2 separate regions of the Danio rerio genome follow, and region 1 is linked to region 2. Evidence: chromatin contacts called from public HiCAR-type data. All regions are on one chromosome and are shown on one strand. Each heading gives the region's core, a stretch centred on a gene start, on an enhancer-like site or on the middle of the called end of the contact. The rest is flanking DNA. Distances are from core to core; before and after follow the strand shown.

Evidence for each region. HiCAR-type assays count read pairs that join an accessible place to other places.
Region 1: a contact with region 2 is called in a HiCAR-type map of caudal fin, with 3 times the contacts expected there. The contact joins the promoter of slc39a7 here to the promoter of cratb in region 2. A contact is called at or near these places in 3 of 4 datasets of contacts at active chromatin or transcription factors (caudal fin, embryo and gastrula embryo).

Annotation. Positions count from the first base shown.
Region 1 is chr19:21,148,982-21,155,589 of GRCz12tu, forward strand. It overlaps slc39a7 (solute carrier family 39 member 7), which reads left to right and starts at 4,779. Exons shown (of 8, transcript NM_130931.3): 1 at 4,779-4,962; 2 at 6,022-6,407. The coding sequence starts at 6,027. LOC141379056 reads right to left here and starts at 4,708. Exons shown (of 2, transcript XM_073931631.1): 1 at 4,575-4,708.
Region 2 is chr19:21,061,174-21,067,871 of GRCz12tu, forward strand. It overlaps cratb (carnitine O-acetyltransferase b), which reads left to right and starts at 1,770. Exons shown (of 15, transcript NM_001004594.2): 1 at 1,770-2,065; 2 at 2,301-2,516; 3 at 3,412-3,530; 4 at 3,751-3,804; 5 at 4,031-4,196; 6 at 6,094-6,268; 7 at 6,449-6,539; 8 at 6,635-6,698. The coding sequence starts at 2,015.

The DNA.
Region 1 (6,608 bases), core at 3,529-6,028, 91 kb after region 2:
TTGCTTTACCCTTGACCATGCATGAAAACGATAACTTGTATGTTACACAGTATGACCCAGCCGAGGCTCAAACCATTAACTGGATTGGTTTGCAGGTTTAACATAGGTGGCCAGGCTGGAAAGATAATCTGTGAGAACTGAAATAGAGAGATGCATGTGATTATAAGCACACACAGACCGGGAAAATTACCTTGAACTTTGGTACTATATCTCGATGGTAGTTTGAAGGGGGGAATGGGTGAACAGGTCGAGGGCAGCTGTAGGGTCATTGGGGGCTGTGCACAAGGTCTGGGGGAGAAGAGGACGGCTGGCCACATTTAAGGGGCAGATGTTCAATATGCAGATGGCCGTAATCGAATCGAGTGATTTTCAGTTGATGTTCTGATTATCATGAAAACAATAGTGTCTGCTGTCTATGGTTCTAGGGTCAAAGGAGAGAAGGCCAATGTGGAGGTCTGAACTTGAAAAAAAAAAAAAACTTTAAAAAAAAAGACAGCCAGACAGGACACCATGATGATTGATTGGACATTAGGTTTACTGACATTTCTATTGCGTATTGCTAAAGCGTAGAGTAGCAGTTGACTATGGGAGGAATACATGCTCTAACTCACTGCCTCTGTTCACAATTCTGCTGAGATCACCCTCATATATCTAAAATGAGTTTGCAGCATTCTGATCAAACTCTTGATGTTAGAAGTCACTCTTTTATAGGAATAACATTTATTATTATGGCTTTTATATGGACCTTACTGAAACGGTAGCATCCTAATGACTAATGCAGGCTTAGTTGTAACACACCCATTTAAATATTTCATACATGCTACCAAGACAAAACCTTTTGAAGTTTTCAGTGAATTTAATTATTTAAAAAGTACATTTCTTCCTGAAGTAAAGTTCAGTATTCAAATCTCAGTATTTGGGTTTATTTGAAATAATGTAATTCCCCCCTTTTTTAGATTTAGATATAAAGATATTTAAAAGGATTGACTGACTACTACATTTCACAGGCACTGTGGTTATATATATATATATATATATATATATATATATATATATATATATCTATCGTCACTTGAGAATTACAAGGTTCTATCTGACATTTTTATAAAAATTTAGTTATTTGCATATTCCTATTAAATGACAACTTATTTACATCATGTGATGTTTGTTTATAAGTTGTTTACATTTTAAGATTTTTTTATTTAAAAAACAAAAAAGGTTTTATCTACAAAGTCAAACTCTAGTTTGGCTCTATAAGGTTCTTTCTGTGAGCCAATCAGCATTTTTAATGCACACACGAGGACCAATCAGGATCAGCTTTCTTTGTCATTTTCGCCGGACTGCTCCATTGTCAGCGGGAAACACCAGAAAGACAAATTCACACAAAATCAGAGTCAGCTAAATAATACCGCACCACACAGAATTGAGATGTGTGTCAATGTGATGATTTAGAAGTATTTCTTGCCGTTTCTTGCCGTTTCATTCATTTATTCATGTTCTTTTCGGCTTAGTCCCTTTATTAATCTGGGGTCACCACAGCAGAATGAACCACCAACTTATCCAGCATACAGGTATGTTTCACGCAGCGGATGACCTTCCAGCTGCAACCCATCTCTGGGAAACACCCATACACACTCAATTACACACATACACTATGGCCAATTTTAGCATACCAAATTCACCTGTACCGCATGTATTTGGACTTATTTTTGTATTGTATTTTTTTGAAAAGCAATGCTTTGATAAATTTCTGGCAGATAGAACCTTATAATTCCAATCGGAAAATGACTTTTCAGAATAAGAAGCTTCTATCTGCATTTACCATGGTTTTTTACTCCAAATTGCAAATGTAAGAAAACTTTGATAATTTACATTTAGAGAGCCCTTAGGGTTTCTGTCATGTTAATGTATGAAAGAGAACTGTTACACACACACTGTTTGCTAAATGGACTGCAAAAACTTTGAAGCTCAATATCTCAAAATCATTCAGATAGAACCTTATAATTAATATATATAATATATTATTTAATATATATAAATAAATATATATATATATATATATATATATATATATATATATATATATATATATATATATATATATATATATATATATATATGTGTGTGTGTGTGTGTGTGTGTGTGTACAGTGATTGGACAATGAAACTAAAACACTGGCCAATGCAATGTTGGAGGTTTCATGGCTAAATTTGACCCGCCTGGAGGCCAATCTTCATTGAATGCAAATTTCACCAGTAAGAGCAGAGTGCAAAGGTTTAAGCGAAGTAATAGCACTATTTTGTTTAAAATTTTTGGAATGCACACAACATTATGGGTGACATATCAGAGATCAAAAGAGAACCAATTGTTGATGTACGCCTGGCGCATCAAGAGCCATGACATCCAGGGTATTGTCAGCAAACCACCAAGAAGGATGAACCGCATCCAGCAGGTGGACACAAAAGGAAGCTGTGTTAAAAAGATGTCCGCATGGGACCCAAATTGTATGCAAAATACATAAAACCATAGCTGCCCAACTCACTTCAGAATTTAATCTGCACCTTAACTGTCCTGTTTTCACCAAAACTGTTAATTGGGAGCTTAACAGGGTAAATATTAATGGGTGGGCTGCTTTAGCTAAACCTTTGGTTTCTCATGCCAAAGATGCCAGCAGCAGAAATCTTGGGCTGTGGACAATGTGAAACATACATTGTTCTCTGATGAGACACAAGAGCGTGCATGGCCAGAGCACAACCGAGACCACGCTCATTACAAAAACAAAGACATGGAAAAAGACAGGAAATATAAACTTAAACAGAGCACGTCATTTATGACAAGACACGACTAGTGTCTGGAATCTGCCACTAAAACAAAAATAAACAAGATCGAAGTGACAGAGTCCCCTAACGGGATGGATCAGTGATGATTTGGGCTGCAATATCATGGCATTGCCCTGGGCCCAATACTACAATGCTAGATGGGCACATCACTACCAAGGACAACTGAACCATTCTGGAGGACCATGTGCACTCAATGATTAAGCATGGTATGCTAAAGGCAGCGCAATGTATCAGGATGGTAATGCACCAATACACACAGCAAGACTGGTTAATACCTATCAGGATGCAGACTTGGATTTGCATACTGAGACTACATATTTCAGAAATGCAATATTAAACACAATGCACTTAATGGAGCTAGTGGAGTCACTGTGAGGGGTGGGGTTAAGTATGAGCATTAATAACACTGTATGCAGCTCACCTTGTAAGTGCACCAAGTCTGCATCCAGACCCCTCTCAGACTGGTGACAGAGTGGTTTGATGAACATGAAAGTGAAGTTTAAGAGCTTCCATGTCCCTCCCAGTCACCGGCTTTAAATATCATTGAGCCACTTTGGGGCGTTTTAATTATTATTTTTTTAATCAGTTAACATTTTAATCTGTCAAATGACATGCTACAGCATGCCTCTACCAGTGGGGCATGTTGTCACATTTCACTTCCATTCTTTTAGCGTAAATAAGGAAATAATTAGGGTAAAAGGTATTCTGTAAATATGAAACAAAACTAGACAAGAGTAAAATGAATTAGGACGAGAAAGATTTAATTCTGATCCCATATGTATATAAACTGAGCAAGTCAAAAGGTTTTCAGCTTTGTTCTGCTCTTTCTTACTTGCTTCCCAGATCCTACATTTTTGCATTAATAAATATAGACACAAATGAGACTAGGTTTTCAGAAAAGAGTAGTCAGAATATGTGGACTTCTGTTTACTGTCATGCAGTTATCTCTTATTGCGAATTATAAAAATGTATTTCAAAAACCACTATTATTATAAATTCTTTCTTTGTTTAAATGTTTATCACATAATTTAATATTTTTAAAAGATATGATAGTAGAAGACATAAAAACATAGAGAGCAGAGAAGGGAATAGAACAGGACTAAAAGGGGTCCTTCAGTTTCCCAGTACTGGGTTGCGGCTTAAAGGGCATCCGCTGCGTTAAACATTAGCTAGAATAGTTGGTGGTTCATTCCGCTGTGGCAACCCCTGATAAATAAGGGACTTAGTTAAAGGAAAATAAATGAATGAACGGTTATACATCTTATGTCAAATGCAATGTCTTGTGCTGAATGTGACTTCACACAATTGAGGCCAATGTGACATAAAGTGGCACAATTATGAGAAAGCTAAGAGACCATTTAAATTAAACTAAACAAAAAGGCAATTACAAAAAAGTTCCAGTTGTGGGGTATAGAGTCATAATGACAAGATTTAAGGTCATTGTTTCATGACTTTTTTTAATTACAACTCATGTTTTAATAACTCTCAGATAAAATACAGAACGAAAGCAAGTACAATCAAGACAGTAATTACATGACAGTAAGTAATGAATAAGTAATTGTGAAAAATTTTTCATTGAAAATTTCTCTAAATGTTAAGCTAGTGTCGTGCAAGTCCCCTTGCGCCCTCTGCAGGAATACTATGATTAAAGAGGAAAAGTGCATGCAAACATTTGTCTCTGGTGGATGAATTGCTGTTAGTATCAGCATATTCAGATTATTACATTAGACTTACCCGTCTACTCATGCAGCCTACAACAATGAGTGATACGTGTAAAACAATACGGATAATAAATAGTTTTTTTTTAAATGGTTCAGATTATGTGTGAGGTACACTTTTCGCATCCGGCTTGACGTGACTGGAATCTCGCGTTATTTCGTTGTTTTGTATCTTTTCGAACACACCTCCAAAGTATCGCGGGAATCAAATGTGTTGACTGAATGCCACGTCGGTTTGAGTGTGAGCAGCATCTTAACTGCTTTCACTCTTTACCAGAATAAGCTAATTTATATTAGTTTTCGCAGCTTATACCGTTGCTAGACGTGGATGCGGTTAGCAGATTGCTAACTTATTCAGTGCACGGTACTGGCGCGTGCTTTGGTTTTTTCGGCATCACTAGCAGGTATTTGCACGATGAGCATTGAGCTTTGTGAGACTGATCGTTTGTTTACTGTAACCTTACTGTCGCTGGTCTGTTCACTTCAGGTAGTTCTAACAGTTATTTGTTAAGGCTGCAGATTACTGTTAATTCTTTGCGAGAGCACAGATTCACCGTGATGAGGTCTGGATCACAGTTCATCTTTAACGTTTGAATGAAGTCGATGCATCATCAACAGATGCTTTTGTTATCTTTAACATTATCTTTGACTTGATTACTGTATATCTAGTGGTTTAAGATAGGCTCTGCAAATTTAATAAAATTCGTCGATACTCCAAATATACGTTGTTTTGGAAAAGCTGAGAATATCAGAATATAAGTTAAATCAATTTGACATCCTTAATACGTCATGACTATCTTCGTTGTGATCTGCTATTTTAAAACATTTATCTAAATGGGAACCGCTTTTAAACGCTTAACCGAAAGTATAGGCTTCTTGCATTAATTAAAATCCCTTCCCTTGTGGGATCCCTTCCTACTGTTAGCATTCTGTTACAAAGCGGAGCTAACTGTAGGAAGTGACTCGTGTGATTTCAGGATACTGTCTGCAATTTTACTAGCTCAATGTACGAGTTGTGGTGTAGAGTTTTCTGCAGTATGTCAGCTGCGGTATTTTTATCTTACACTAGCGTTCATGCAGTTTACATTTAACTTGTATTTTTTATCATAGTTATTCAATTGAAGTTAGTTTTGTGTGTATGATGCTTTTGACCATATACATCACATTTACCTCTAGATCGTTTCAAAAATTATCCAAAACTGCTCTAACATGGAGACATGTAGAACTAGTCAAGGCTAAGAAATGCTTAATCATACTTCAACATTAAAAGCAATGATTTCCAGTTCTGGCTCGTTAAAATAGTTTACTTGCATTCTTTCATACCTGTCAGTTGTAACCTAAAGACTGTCAAGTAACTACCCAGAACAAATAACTACTTGCAATAAAAAGTGAATTAATTGTAATGCAACTGAATATTCGGTGTGGCTTGTGTGAGTTCAAAAACATTGTTTTTTTCTGTTTAGGAACAATGAGGGTCTTTAGCAAATCGCTATTGCTGATTGCTGTTGGCATTTTAATGTCCCAGCAGACACTGGCTCACTCCCACCATCATCATGGACATGGTGATGGTGGATGCCATGGTCACTCACATGGTGGAGCGAAGATGCATCACGGGGCAAGCAAATGGAGTGCTGAAGCTAATCTGCCTCATGCTGAAGAGGAGCATCACGTACACGATCACGGGCACACACATAATCATGCACACGATCACGGGCATGCACACAGTCATGGAGACATTCATGATCATGGACATGCACACAAGCATGGACACGCACACGATCATGGAGCTGAGAAATCGAAGAAAGTTGTGGAAGCAGGCAAACGGAACATGGTGGAGCTCTGGATGCAGGTGAAACATGCTGATGAATAAGTGCAGATTAATAGATTCCCACTTGGGTTATTGTGAAACATTTGATACTGTATGTCAATAGTGAAGTGTTTTTTTATATTTAGTACCTATTCAAAATTAATTCAAAGTTTATGAATCATTTTCTTTACACCAATATTACTTTTAATAGGGTATATGGACAGGTTGTATTTGTATACGCAC
Region 2 (6,698 bases), core at 520-3,019:
GTTATATTTTAGCCATTAACAACTCAGTTTTGTCCGTTACAGGGTTGAGAATAATGGGTGACAAATAAGAATAAAATAGAAAATAATATAAGGCTTTAATGCCTGAGGTGGAAAAATATGATTTTTTGAAAGTTTAAATTGTACCTAATTATGTAGGCTATTTAAAAATATAATAAATACACTTTTAAAAATTAGTTTGCTCAAGCTGAATAATACCGAACACCAGGAATGACCCTTATAAGTATTATTCCTTTTCCGATGACCTTAACTATTAATGTACAGGGTATTCTTAGGCAACTGTCAAATTTCCAGACCTTTCCCTGACTATAAAGCTAAATATCCATGTAAACCTATCCATATAAATATCGGAGCCTGAACATTATTTTGCTTGAATGTAATAGTCATTATGAGAGCAAAAATATAATTTATTATAATTATCCTCAGATTTGGAAAACAAAGAAAGAAAAGCAATCTAACAACCAGGCTTTGAAGTGGTCATCAGTGGTGCCCCCAGAAAATATTTTTAGGGGTGGCCAGAAGACGCCACACCAAATCTTGGGGTGGCACACCAAAAATAATGAATTCAGTGTAATGTTATATTTTTGTTTCTGGTAAATAATGTGGTTTTAGTTCATTTAATTAATTGCTATTGAAATAATGCAATTTATTCCTTAAAATAATTCAGGAAGTACTCATGCAAACCAAATAAAAAACAGTATTTAGTTTTAAAAACACTTTACATGTATATAAAGAGCTTTTCAGTTATTTTTTTCATACTTTTATTGTACACTATGCATTATATGCCATGTCTAAAATTAATAAAGATTAACAACAAACAAATTAACAAACTGAACAAAAGACAATACAACATGCACACGCACTTACTATACAGACCCTAATAATATAATTTATCCATATTCCTTTTTTTAATATTATTAAAACAGCTTCTTATATTGATATCTTAAGGTAAATATTAAATTGCCATTCATCTGGGAGGAGCAGTAAATCAGTTATGTCAGTGGCACCAATCAATCCACAAAAACTTAGTGGCTGCTATTTATTTATTTATTGAAATTGAAATATTGTAAATTTCTGCAAGTAGATTTAAATTTATAATATCAACAGCAAAATCCTATTTGAGTGGCCAGAATTTACATAAGGGTGGCCTGGTGGTCATTTTAGCCAAAGCTCTTGAAATTAATATTTCACTGGCTCGTTTGCCTTAAAATGGTGCTTAAAATAGTCTAACAGGCAAAAGATGAAAAAAATCGACAAACCATATGATAGCCTACATATGAAAACTGCTATTTCTGACAACCACGATTTGGACAAAATATAAATATACAATTCCTGACTTTCAATATCTGGAATAGACCATTTTAAATTTCATCATTTTTCAGAAATTGCATGACCCATTGTGAGGCCCTGGCATTAGTTTTAAATTAAATGTACTGTAAATTTTTTGAGAAAATGAAAAGTAAATCACCCCCCAAACAAAATGTAACAAAACTGTAATCAAGTGGCTTGATTATGCTACTTTTCTCTAAAACGGTAAGTTAAAAAAATCCAAATGTTTTTCTATATATGTCTGTCTGTTTGTGCACAGTAATAACTTAGGGTACTGTGAATGGCAATCAACAGAAAAGTTTTAGGCAAAGCCTAATATCAATTTTGACCGCTCCCAGCATCCGTACCGTAAACATACGACTAGACGTGCAAGCAAACAAAATACCGCTGGCCTCTGCATATTTTCAACTGGAATGAACGTACTCTTTTCCTCAATGCGAATATATACGAAAAACACGGCTGTAAACACTAAACATGTGTTGCATCGTACACACCCGAGCTTTGACGACTTTTAACTGACCAAAATGCTTCAACTGTTAGAAGTTTTTGTTGTTTTCTTTTTTGCCTAAGAAGTCGTCAGGGTTCTATAATACCAAAAACTGGACCTCGTGCACAATCGTATATTCTAGTTTTATATTTCGTCGTAAGTTATAAACAGCATAGAAAAATGCTTTTAAAGAGAATACCTGCAAGGCTCTGCTCTTCATTCATGATGAGGGTAAGTAACGTTATTGTGTGTAGGCATATAACGTTATTGTATGATTTTATTGGCACATGGACGTTTTGACGAAATTGATTATTTGAAAAACTAAGTAAAATCAATGATTTATGCACGTAATTACAGACGCAAACTACTTTTAGAGTAAAGACAAGTATAAGGGAAGTGACTTAGTAAGTATAAGTTATTTAAATGAAAACTAATATCTCACCTTTAGTCACTTTGTGTTCGCCAGGCCGTGCTGAGGCAGGCCCACTCCTCGGTCCCGTACCAGCCGGTTCCTCCTCTCGGCCAGACATTGCAGCGCTACTTGGCGGCTCTGGAGCCACTTTTGCCGGAAGATGAGCTCGAACACACTCGCAGGATCGTGCAGGAGTTTGGATGCGCTGGAGGCCTTGGGGAAAGCCTGCAGAGAGAGCTGATTAAACGAGCAAAACATTCTCACAACTGGGTGAGAACAGCACTGAATAAGCCGTGACTCAAATGTATTATTAAACAAAATTAGGCCAACGTTACCTTGGTAACTACATATCCTCATCTAATACAGTAAGTTTGAAGCTTATTTGGATATCCAGCATTAACGTACATACATAATTGCTGGATTATATTACACATTAAATGTTATTATTGTTTCACTAAGGACCTTTACTATAAATCCAGTTATTTTTTAGGGACGATTATGTGTACGTTATTGTTACATCCGTGAAAATTGCCTATAATTCTATCATGATTTACTCACCTTTCACTTGTTCCAAACCCGTGTTTATTCTCTGTTGAACACAAAAGAAGATAGTTTCAGGAATGTTGAAACTATAGCCATTGATTTCCATAAAAGTTAATATATATTCATGCATGAATGCGTGCATATTGTTCTGATTGGATAGCTATTCAACTGTGAATTGGTCAGAAGTATATATATATATATATATATATATATATATATATATATATATATATATATATATATATATATATATATATATAATGTGTGTGTGTGTTCACCCATAAGTTAACTTTGAATATTAAAGTAATATTAAATGACAGCATTGACAACAGCTACATATCATGCACTGCAACTGTGATGCCTCTGAGTGGGGAGGGAACAATCTACAAGGGAACAATCTTTTGTTTTCGTGAGAGTTGGTTACACCAGTGAATGTAAACCATTTACTGTTTTAAACAATGTCTTGTACGTATCAGTATGACAGAAATAGATTTATTTAGCCCAATGACATTATTCGTGGAGCCAGCCTTGTGAGCTTGTGAAGATGTTTTGCTGAAACACAAATGAAGTACAAAGACTATCATATATTTTGCTTGTTTTTTTTTTGTTTTATCTTTTCCAGATCTCAGATTGGTGGGTGCAGTGGGCATACCTGGAATGCAGGCAACCTTTGGCAGTGCATTCAAATCCAGCCATTTCTTTGCCGAAACGTGACTTCACAGACTGGAGAGGTCAATTAGTGTATGTAACGGTTTAGATTCCTCACACTTAAACAAACGTCCGTATAGAATTACTAATAGGAAAGTCCTCATACTTTTTACTTTCCATTCAAATGGTGCTAAAATAATATATTGCACATTTTAAATGTGTTTTTCAGTATCTGAAGCATTAAGGACAGTATAATTATTTCAATCTATAAGGTATGTTTCACGTCAATATACCTAAATTGTGTCTTGTGCAGGTTCGCATCAAAGTTAATAGCTGGTGTGCTCAACTTCAAAGCTGAAGTGGACAGGTTTGTTACTTGAATTTATGTCTGAAATCTATTTACAACATTAGCTTACAATGGTAGATCAACACATTTATTTCAGAGCACTTGTGCTAATTTAATCGCTAACATTTAACTAACATGTGTTTGCATGTTTCAGTCAAGCAGGGCCAAAACTAATAGCATGCGGTTATTTCTTAATATATCATACTGTGCCTGTCTGAACCTTAATATGATTTATTCTCTCGTCCAGTGGCAGGCTGGCCATAGAGTACATGCGTGGAAACCCATTATGTATGGAATTATTTCCAAAGTTGTTCTCCTCCTGTCGAATCCCAGGACCCAAACATGATCTTGTTGTTCATTATGGACGCCCACGTCGTGGCCCAGCTCACATTACTGTGGTCAGGAACTACCAGGTAACCCTGTTTATGTAAAATTATATTATCAAACACTACAACTCTGCAACAGTATCCTTCTGTATGTCTTTGTTTTTGTCCCTATCTGACTTAAGCAGGACTTGGGGATTTGGTCCCCCTGGGATTAGCAGTAGTGTAAAAATGACGTCAGCTAAAGCAACAAGGTTTTCTTGAAATAGTGGTGTTTACATGTGAAATATGAGCAGGTCATCGTTCATTAATGCCTGTGTATACAGAGAAGGAATCCCGGTATCACATGCAAGGAGACTGCCGGGGATGGTTCAAGGCCTTTTATCACAGCAGCTGGAATAACAGTGGACTGTAAAAGAGAACAAGATCTAAGTTACTTTCTTCTTTTTTTTTTTATCTTTTTTTTTATTTTTTGAGTAAAAAGCACAAATTCCTTATATGATAATCAAGTAAAGTCTGCTTGTTGTTGGTAAAATATAAAATGTTGTTGAGTATTTGACTAATTGTATATTTTTACATAATATTCCTAAAGTAACGCTAGTTTTTAAATAATATATTTATGTAATGATTATAGTAAAATAAACATTTAATATAACATTTTCTTATCTAATCAAATATAATTCAGCAATTTAATTTAGCTTTAGCTTATATAACAAGTGTCAAATCCAGTTCCTGGCAAGCTGCAGCTCTGCACAGTTTAGTTCCAACCCTAATTAAACACACACAATCAAACTAATTAAGTCCTTCAGTTTTGTTTGAAACCGACAGGTAAGTGTGTTAGCAGGATTGGAACTGGATTTGACAGCTGTGGCGTATATGAAAATACTGGCTGGAATTAAAATAATCCTCTACATGACAGATGAGTTTTTGACCTTTATTAGCATTTTTTTTTTCTCATAAAAAATGACGATAAGAGCGGAGCAATATGACATAATGCATAAATATGTATTAATGGTGTTAAATAAAATGTAGTCTGTATGTTTTGCATTTTATGTTATGATAGCTGTGAAGAGATGGCTGGCTGAGAACCGCTCCTTAATAAATTATTTTTTTAAAGATACCATATGATAAAAATCTGGAGAAACCTATGCATAGCTAAATAATAAGAGTTCAGTACATGGAAATGGCACACTGTGAGCTTTAAACACAATTGTACCCTCATTCTAATATGAATCTTGTGATTGTAAAATATATATCAGGCCAATTAGGACAAAACACAGACTGTTATATTGTAGACAAAACTATTAGTTAGCATGCCCTCAACATTTGTATACTCTTTAGGTCAGTTCTTTGTGAGCCAGACCAGCATTACAAGTTGGACAGCCAAAACACAGACTGTTACCTTATTTTTAAGTTTATCTAAGCTTATATTAAACTTGTGTATTCATGTGGGACTCTTATAATTAAAAATGAGAAATTTTCAAGGGACAACAATAAAGCCAAAGACTATAGGCTAAAGCCAGTCTTTACAGATTGTTTTCTATGCATTTCTAAGTAATGGGGACAGACGTCGAATGCATTCGTGTCATATAACTCAGCTCTTCCTTTGATTTTTCTGGAGTGAAAAACCAGCAATCTACTTTATTAAAATCCTCTTTTTTTTCCTGGCTATGTTTCTATACATGGGATTTACAAGAGAAAGAGAAAACAATGGTGATTGAGGCTCACAGTTTCTTTTTCCATGAAATGAACTTCTATTATTCAGCTATGTTTAGGTATATCCAGATTTTCATTATTTTGTACCTGTAATAACAAATGTTGATGATTAAATGATTACATTTATTTCACTTTTGTTTAATCATAAGGACAGTGTTGCATCATAACTGGTTATAATTATATGTTAAGAATATTAAACGTGTTTATAATGTGTCTTACAAAATACAAACCTTATTGTTTACAAAACCTTTAGTAGTAGTTTGTGTTTTAGTTTTTCCAGCTTGATGTTTACAACAGTGATGGAACGCCACTGACAGAAAGTCAGATACATGCACAGCTGTTACGGATCCGCTCTCAGTCTTGGAAGACTGATAAGGAGCCAATGGGAATTTTGACCAGCGAGCATCGACACACCTGGGGACAGGCTTACACTCGCTTGCTCAGAGGTATTTCTGACCTGCACTCTAAACAACTATTTACCACAGCTTTAGAAAGTGTTCTAATGAGCCGTTAATAAGCGGGATGCACAATAGGGTTGTGAGTACAGACTTAATAAGACAAAAAAGTGCCTTCACTTGCTAAAATAAAGTGTCAAAAATGTCATGCTTGATTAACCTTTTTTTCAGATAAAATAAATAAAGAATCTGTTAGGCTGATTGAGAAATCACTCTTTACATTGTGTTTGGACTCACCAGTTATGAGGATTTCTGATGAGAAGTAAGGATTGTTTATAGATTGTGATTTTCACATTGACTGTGCCAAGCAGTCTGTATTTTATTTTAATTGGTAACTAACTGTTCGCTGATTTGCAGCTATTCAAGTCGAATGGCAGCACAGATTTTGCATGGGGGTGGAACTTATTCAAACAGTGGCAAT